Regions from separate parts of the Sus scrofa genome. Here region 1 is linked to region 2. The links are chromatin contacts, called in public Hi-C maps. All regions are on one chromosome and are shown on one strand. Each heading gives the region's core, a stretch centred on a gene start, on an enhancer-like site or on the middle of the called end of the contact. The rest is flanking DNA. Distances are from core to core; before and after follow the strand shown.

Evidence for each region. Hi-C and Micro-C count contacts between places; a contact is called where the count stands out from the background.
Region 1: a contact with region 2 is called in a Hi-C map of brain, with 6 times the contacts expected there. The contact joins the promoter of HDDC2 here to the promoter of HINT3 in region 2. A contact is called at or near these places in 2 of 5 promoter capture datasets (fetal liver and fetal skeletal muscle), 20 of 47 Hi-C or Micro-C datasets (adipocytes, alveolar macrophages, brain and 14 more) and 2 of 2 datasets of contacts at active chromatin or transcription factors (alveolar macrophages and skeletal muscle).

What each region holds. Positions count from the first base shown.
Region 1 is chr1:37,638,300-37,642,066 of Sscrofa11.1, forward strand. It overlaps HDDC2 (HD domain-containing protein 2), which reads left to right and starts at 2,329. Exons shown (of 6, transcript XM_021088683.1): 1 at 2,329-2,481. The coding sequence starts at 2,395.
Region 2 is chr1:37,022,609-37,026,808 of Sscrofa11.1, forward strand. HINT3 (histidine triad nucleotide-binding protein 3) reads right to left here and starts at 1,595. Exons shown (of 5, transcript XM_001928728.4): 1 at 1,113-1,595. The coding sequence starts at 1,313.

The DNA of each region.
Region 1 (3,767 bases), core at 1,079-3,578, 620 kb after region 2:
AGAAGCAATTAGAAGACAACTCTTTAATCTCCCATGAACACAACTTTATATGGTCATAAATAATATTATATATGGCCATTAATTAGTCATCATATATTCCCCCTTCCTCCTATGTTACAGATGAATGCTCCATATGTCTAAGGCCAATCTTTCATCTTGGTCCCTAGATTGTACCCTCTTCATTTCAGCATTTTTCTCCTTTGTCTCTTACATCATCAATTTTTCCCTCTCTACTAGCTCACCTCCGTCAGTAAATAAAAATACTATATTACCTCCTGCCTTAAAAAAAACAAAAAACAAAAAGGAGTTCCCATCATGGCTCAGTGGTTAACAAATCTGACTAGAAACCATGAGGTTGCGGGTTCCATCCCTGGCCTTGCTCAGTGGATTAAGGATCCGGCGTTGCTGTGAGCTGTGGTGTAGGTTGCAGATGCGGCTTGGATCCCACATTGCTGTGGCTCTGGTATAGGCTGGTGGCTACGGCTCCGATTAGAGCCCTAGCCTGGGAAACTCCATATGTGGCAAGTGTTGCACTAGAAATGCCAAAAAGACAAAAATAAAAAGTAAATAAATAAATAAAAACCCCTCAGAGTTCCTGTTGTGGCTCAGTGGTAATGAAACCAACTAGTATTCATGAGGATGCAGGTTCAATCCCTGGTCTTGGCCAGTGGGCTAAGGATCTGGCATTGCCCAGAGCTGTGGTGTAGGTTGCAGACACAGCTCAGATCCCACGTGGCTGTGGCTGTGGCATAGGCCAGCAGATGCAGCTCCAATTCGACCTTAACTTCCATATATCTTTCCTAAAAAGACCAACAACAACAACAACAAAACAAACAAACAACCTCTCCTGTACTAGTCCCATTCATTTTAAATGAGTTGCAATATTTACTCCTGTTCTCTCTAGAACCATCTCCAGGTAGGATTCTGCTTGCCCAACAGACTGAATCTGTTCTTATCAAGGTCAGCAGTGACACTGAATTTGCTTGGTCCTTATATAACATTGACTTTGTTGATCACACTCCTTTCTTGAAATATTTTCACTTGGCCTTTGAGACACAACTATCTCTTAGTCCCCTACCAACATCACTGGCTACTTCTTCCTGGTCTCCCAAACTCTAAATGTTGTCTGGCCTGACAGCTAAGGCTGCAGACATCTTCTTCCTCATCCACTTTCTCACAAGGTGGTCTCATCCAGTTTCTTGGTTTTACAAACCATCTCATACACTGATGACACAAAATTGTTACATTTTCCTTGACCTCCACATTTATATCTAATAGGTATCTCAACATGGCCTAAACTAAACTTCTGATTCCTACCCACAACCTATTCTTCCTGCAGTTTTCCCCAGCTGAGTAAGTATCAACTCCATCCTTTCAGCTGGTCAGGCCAAAATGTGTGGAGTCATCCTTCACTCTTCTCTTACCCTTATACCCCATGTTCGATCTGTCACAAATCTTGTTAGTCCTACCTTCAAATTATACTCTCAGTTCAACATCTCACCACCACCACTAGACCACCCTGGACCAAATCAAAATTATCTCCCCGAAGAATTCCTCTAATAGACTCATAATGTGTTTCCCTACTTCCTTCCTCCCTATATCATCCCTTTTCAGTGTTACCCTCTCTCCCTGTCCTTCAGTACGCAGGCCCACTAAGCGCCTTTAAAAGCTGGTGCCCTTGGTTGTTGATGGAATTAACACGGATGGTTGAGACAGGCCCTGACCAACTTTTGGGGTAGCGATTCTTCAGCACTTAAGTGTTAGGGAGGTTGTGAGTTCATCATGGGGTTGGTGTCACTCTCTATCCGATTTATGGTTATCTCCAAAGACCTCTGGCTGTGGCGAGCCCCCAACTCCTCCCAGTACTTTTGTGACGCCTAATTAATGTTTTCCTCCCAAAGTACTTTTCCTGTGACTCTTAAAATGTTTATAGATTAAATGCCTTGAAGCAGAGTTCCTTATCTCTCACCCCAGTCAAACAAGGAGTTGCCAAAAGGCAAGCTTTTGGTGCATTTTGGCATAACGCTTCCCCCGCCCCCGCCACACTCCTCCATCCCCTCTGCCCCTCCCCAAAGAACTGCAATCCCTTTAAAAGTTTTATGGAGTTGAGCAGAGCTAGGAAACAAGTAAAGTACACCTAGATGCTCACGTACAATGTCTGCCATGGATGGTGCAATGCCCAGCGGCAGCCCCCAAGGCCAGGAACGGAGAGGACTGGATACAAGGGTCACGGAAAACCAGAGGGAGGAAAGCAAGGTGGAAGCAAAGGCAGAGAAGGAAGGGGGCGGGGCGGGGGCGGGGCGGGGAGGAGCTTCAGAGGGAGGGGCTTCGGTGGGTGGAGCTTCAAGCGGCTACCATCGCAGCCGGCTCCAACCTGTCGGGATTGGAGGCCGCATGGCTTCTGCTTCCTCCGCTGCGGCCCTTTCGGGCCGCGGGGCCCGGAACCTGTTGCAGTTCCTGCGGCTGGTGGGGCAGCTCAAGGTGAGCGAACGCCGGGAGGATGGTCTGGGGCTCGGATCGCAGCCGTGCGGGGAGAGGCAGGGGCGGGCCTTGGGACAACCAGACTCCCCTCCCCGCCTGGCGCGGCGCCTGCCACTTTCCTCCGTTTTCCCCGCCTCTGGGAGTCGGCAGAGGGAGCCCCTCGAGCTGGATGCGGTCGTGCGTCTGGTTGGGGGGCGAAGGAAGCGAGTCCAAGGAGCTGGCGCGGCCGGGTTGCTGGGGCCCACCCCGGGCTGGCGGGAGTTTGAACCGCGCTGTGCCCTGCGTCGGCCTGGTGCTCGGACTGGGCCGGCCCAGGAGGCCTTTCGAGAGGTTTCTGGAGGGGAGCCGGCGCGGTGATGTGCGGGTACCTCGGTCCTGGCCCCTGTTTGCCCCGAGTACGTTTGGGGCTCAGCGACCCCACAACTGGGCGAGTGGGAAGAACGGGACCCACTGGTCTTGCAGAATTTAAGTGGAATGCCTAAAACCTGTCACACAACCACAGAAATAACAAGACTTTTTCCTCCTTCCTTCCTCCCTCCCTCCCTCTCTTTCTTCCTTCTTCCTTCCGGCGCCTGCTGGCACGTGGAAGTTCCCGGGGCCAGGGGTCGAACCCACGCCACAAGAGCTTTTTTTTTCGTTTGTTTTTAAGCAGAGGATTTTAAGTAGTACACACTAGAGTTACATCACAGGGGTCCTCCCCACCCCCCACGTCCCGCCACAGCCAGTTAATGATTTTGCCGAACTTCTCCAAGTTCAAAGCGTTTTGTTTCATGCTACTATTACTATAGCTTACAAAATTCTTTAGAAATATAAACTCCTGAGGAGAAAATACAGTCTCACAGGATCATATTGGGAGCTGAGCGAAAGGAAGCGTCATGACTGGCGGAAGCAGTTAGAAATACCTTATTCTTTCTGCTTCAGAATTTGGAAGTCTGTCACTTGTTCAAAATCTGAGCTTTCACTGCAGTGTTTTCTACTTGTGTCCAATGGTTGTCTGAAGCAAAACTTAACCAATTCTTGTAGTTTGAAAAAATAAGATACTTTACAGTTTTGTTTTTATGTCTAAGGACTTGTGTATATTCTGTACTTCAGTGCATCCCTAACACAAAATAACTCGACTGTTGGACTTCTGTGTTATACTTGTGAATTATTCTTTCTTCTCTCTCTCTTTATCATTCTCTGACCTCACTGGTTTGTTTAATTCCAGATGTTAATCATTTAGGTCAGTTAAGCATGTTTTGATATGTGCTGAAACCATGACCCTGCCTCTGTGCCCTAGTCCCTGG
Region 2 (4,200 bases), core at 345-2,844:
TTCAATTTACTTTTAACAAGTGAATGGGAGTTCTCTGGTGGACTAGCAGTTAAGGACTCAGTGTTGTCACCGCAACCTTGGGTTTATCCTGACCTGGGAACTTCCGAGTGCTATGCCATGGCCAAAAAAAAAAAAAAAAAAAAAGGATAAAATAAAACAAAAACAAGTGAATGAATGTTTACTTCAAAAACAAAACAAGACCAGACTCTGGAGCTGATTCTCTCAAAAGACTGTTTCTTCAAAGGTAAGCAGAGTTGGTAGAAGAAAGTGACTAACAGATATGTGTTTTAAAATATTTGGGGAGTTCCCATCGTGGCACAGTGGTTAACGAATCTGACTAGGAACCATGAGGTTGCGGGTTCCATCCCTAGCCTTGCTCAGTGGGTTAAGGATCCGGCGTTACCATGAGCTGTGGTGTAGGTCGCAGACACGGCTCTGATCCCGTGTTGCTGTGGCTCTGGCATAGGCTTGGCAGCTACAGCTCTGATTAGACCCCTAGCCTGGGAACCTCCATATGCAGCGGGAGCGGCCCTAGAAAAGTCGAAAAGACTAAATAAATAAATACATACATACATACATAAAATACCTGGGTAAAGTCTTAATGCTCTGAAAATGTCCATACATTCCAATTAATAACACTTCTAAAGCACTGGACCCTTTAGTGGAAATCATTACTAAGTAGCAGTTCGTACTAATAGTGGACCCGCTCCTGCCAGCCTATTTTCAATCAATCTAACAGACTTTTCACGATTACCATTATCTATTTTCTACTAGTTTTATCTTCAGTATCAGTATTAAGAGTGCATAACGTAAAAGCAATATCTAAAAAGGAGAGACTGGGAGGGAGAGAACCCTTTAATAAAATGAGGCCATACGTGCTATTTTCTACCAATTATCACTACATGTTCTCCCCTAAGAACAGCAAAGAGGCCGCAGGTGACCCTCCCCGCCCCTAGAGAAGCAACTCCGTCGCGAACACTAGAACACCCGGGCGCCCCCCGCTTCATTTACATAGGACCCTCCCACCCGATCCCCCCCATCGAGGCCCTCCTGGCGGAGTCCCCAGGAGCGATCAGGCCCCCACCCACGCCCAGTCGCGCGTTGCCGCCCACCTCACAGTACAGGAGTTCCGTGCCGGGTTCCTGCTGCCCCGCGATCCGGCAGAACACGCACTTTCTACTGTAGCCCTCGCGCTCCGATGACTCTGCGGCGACCGTGGTGGTCCCCGCTGGAGACCCCGAGGTGTCTGCAGTCGCTGCTGCTTCAAGGCGTGCACATGACTTCGCAAAATCGCCTTCCCACTCCTCCGCCATCTCTGCCCCCGCGCGGCTCAAAGCCTCAGGCTTCTCCCGGACAGCGGGGCCCACGTAGAGTTCCCCTCCTGCACCTCCTCGATTTCACCTCGAGGCGTCGCCTCTAGCCTGGCGCTTGGCGAGTCAGCGCGTTGGGCGCCCGCGCAGTTGGAGGCTGACGCCAGAGCTAGAGCGACTCTCGGCGGAGCTGCAAAGCCATAGGCTGTGGCCCACACGCCAGCAACCACGAGGGGGCGTGAGAGGGCGCGACCGGCAGGAGCCGGAGGCCTTGGCGGCAGTCGCCCCGCCCCTTGCGTCTCCCTGGTAACAGCGCACGACGTCCCCCAAAACGCAGACTCGCGCCGCACGTCACAGTGACCGCACCGGCGCGCGGTATCCTGGGTCCAGAAGGAACTTGGCAGTTTTCAGCGTCGTTTCGCAGAACCCTGTAACGTATAAGGTGTCCCGGAGTGAATTATGATGTCGTAAGAAAAAGTTTTTTAAAACTTAGGATTTAAGAGAATGAACAAAATTTCCAGAACTTTGTTTCAACTCAGATCATATTTGAAGCTTTGTTTATGCATTTTCAGCCAGGATAATTTTGGGTGCTAAGCTCAAAATATGAAACTGAACGTCACCTCTGTCTTTGCCTTTTTTTTTTTTTTTTTAAGGGCCGTAGCTACGACTTATGGAATTTCCCAGGTTAGGGCATTGGTCTTCTGTTGTTGTAAACAGCACCAACTAGATCAAAATAGTGGGCTTTAATCTCATTCTTCATACCCAGGAAATTCGGAATCCTATAGTTTATAGTCCGAAATATTCCAGAAATTCACTGCGAGTGCTTTTTTTTTGCCTCACTTGGACAACTGCAATATCTTTCAGACTCTTTTCCCTCCTTGATTTTTCTGCCACTTGGACAAAAATCCTGTGTTTCCAACCTGGGTTCCTGGACTCCTCACTCAGTAGAAATTGCTAAGAGGCCAGATAAGAAATTCGGGCATGACTTTACTGGGGCTGTGCTATAGTGCACCAGAGAGGGAAAACAAGAAACAGGTTTCCTTGCATGCTCCCTGGGGTGCACAGGGCAAGCTGGTTCCTTAAATGTGATGAGGATAGGGGTGAATACATGAGTCTGGCCAGAAGGATGGCTCACGTGGTCTTCCCATCCCTTTAGTGGTGCTTTGTGTAGCCGTCTTGCACAATAACCTGCTTTTGCTCCCTTTACCTCAGAGGTGGCAGTTGGGTTTTTGGTCTTTTTGTTTATTGTTTTTTTTACAATTTGCCCCAGCGGTAGAGGCACAGTTGTTTTTAGTCCCTTATAGTTTCTTTGTAGTTTGTTGCTCAGGAAATGTTTGGGGAGAAGTTTTGTCCAGGTATAAGCACTGCAACAAAGGGTCCCAGGTCCAATCCCTCTCACCTGCAGTAACTATCTAGCCTGAAAAAGTACCAGCTCCTTAGCTTGACATTCAAGGTGGACTCTGATTTAACCTCAGCTTTTCATTTTGTAATACTTAGCATTTTCTGAATGCCTAAAACATGCCATGATTTTCTCTATCAGAACAAGTAAGGTTGGTTTTATAATTCCTGCTACAGAGATGAAGAAACAAACTTGAAAGATTTGTCTAATACCATACAATAATTATTGGTAGCGATGGAATTCAGATAAGGGTTTGTGTAACTACAGAATTCATCAGCCTTTTGAACACGGGATTCCTTTTATTAACACTGCAAACTTTCTTAGACTAGCTCATCATAGTAGTTCTACACTTGGTATTTATTGATTTAGAAAGTATATAACAGTGTTCTATTATGAATTCAGTAGCGTTTTTGAAGGAATTTATGTTATATTAATCAAAAGCACTAATGTGTTTTTAAATTAGTTGTAATATGTGTTTAAGACATTTGTCAGTCTTTTTATATTTTGCCAGTATTTTGGAAAAGCACTGTAACAGCTTCATAGTCCTTCAGGAGTCCAAGGCAGGATTCAGAATCAGTACATTACTTTGCTCAACTTAAGCATCCAATGTTTCCGTGTGTGTAGCACACTTTCACTTCTTTCTGCTTTTATCTACACTCTCCCCTCTGAAATATGCTTTCTTCTCTTTCTGCACATCCAAATTCCATCTTCCAAGCCACTCCTCAAGTGTTTCCTCCTTCATGAAATTTTCTTTACTTAATCAAACTGAAACATTTCCTCTTGTGAATTCACTTAGCAATTTTTCAATACTTTTCTTACAGAACTTATCACTTTGTAATGTATACTCTTTGTGTGCATATTTTTCTTACTGGAAATTATGTTCCTTGATAAAAAGAGCAAGTTCTTAGCATCTCCTGTAGCACCTAGTACAGTGCTTTCCATGTAGTTGTCTAATGAACCAAAGACTGATTAGGAGTAAGGCAGCTGCATAGGAGTATTCAGGTTGTCCACTGTACAAGAACATCACAATTAAGAATGTCCTAATTGACATCGTAAGACATGTATTAATATATATAAAAGCACAGACAGGCCTGGAGATTCCAGACCTCTTGGCCAAGTTCTGGAGCAGTGGAAAGTTGACTCGTACAAAAACCCACATTGGCTGCATATGGACACACACACATACTCAGGAAACCATTCATCTGTATACTGCCACACACCTGCATGAGGTGTACCTGTTCTGACCATGTTCCTAGTGACACCTGGGATTGCTTCGCCCAGTTTCCTGATACTTTCACCAAAACCTGCTTCCAATTCCCCAACCTTGGACTTGATGTAGTTCCCTACAGTAAAGGAGGAACAGTAAAAAGTATTTAAAGATTGCGTGGAGTATGTGTCCTGGTGTGGAAGCAGGCAAAAGTATAGGCATCGTATGTGTACAGGTAGAGTGGCTGCCAGCTGTTTTTCTGGATAGAGCCCCTTGGAAATAGT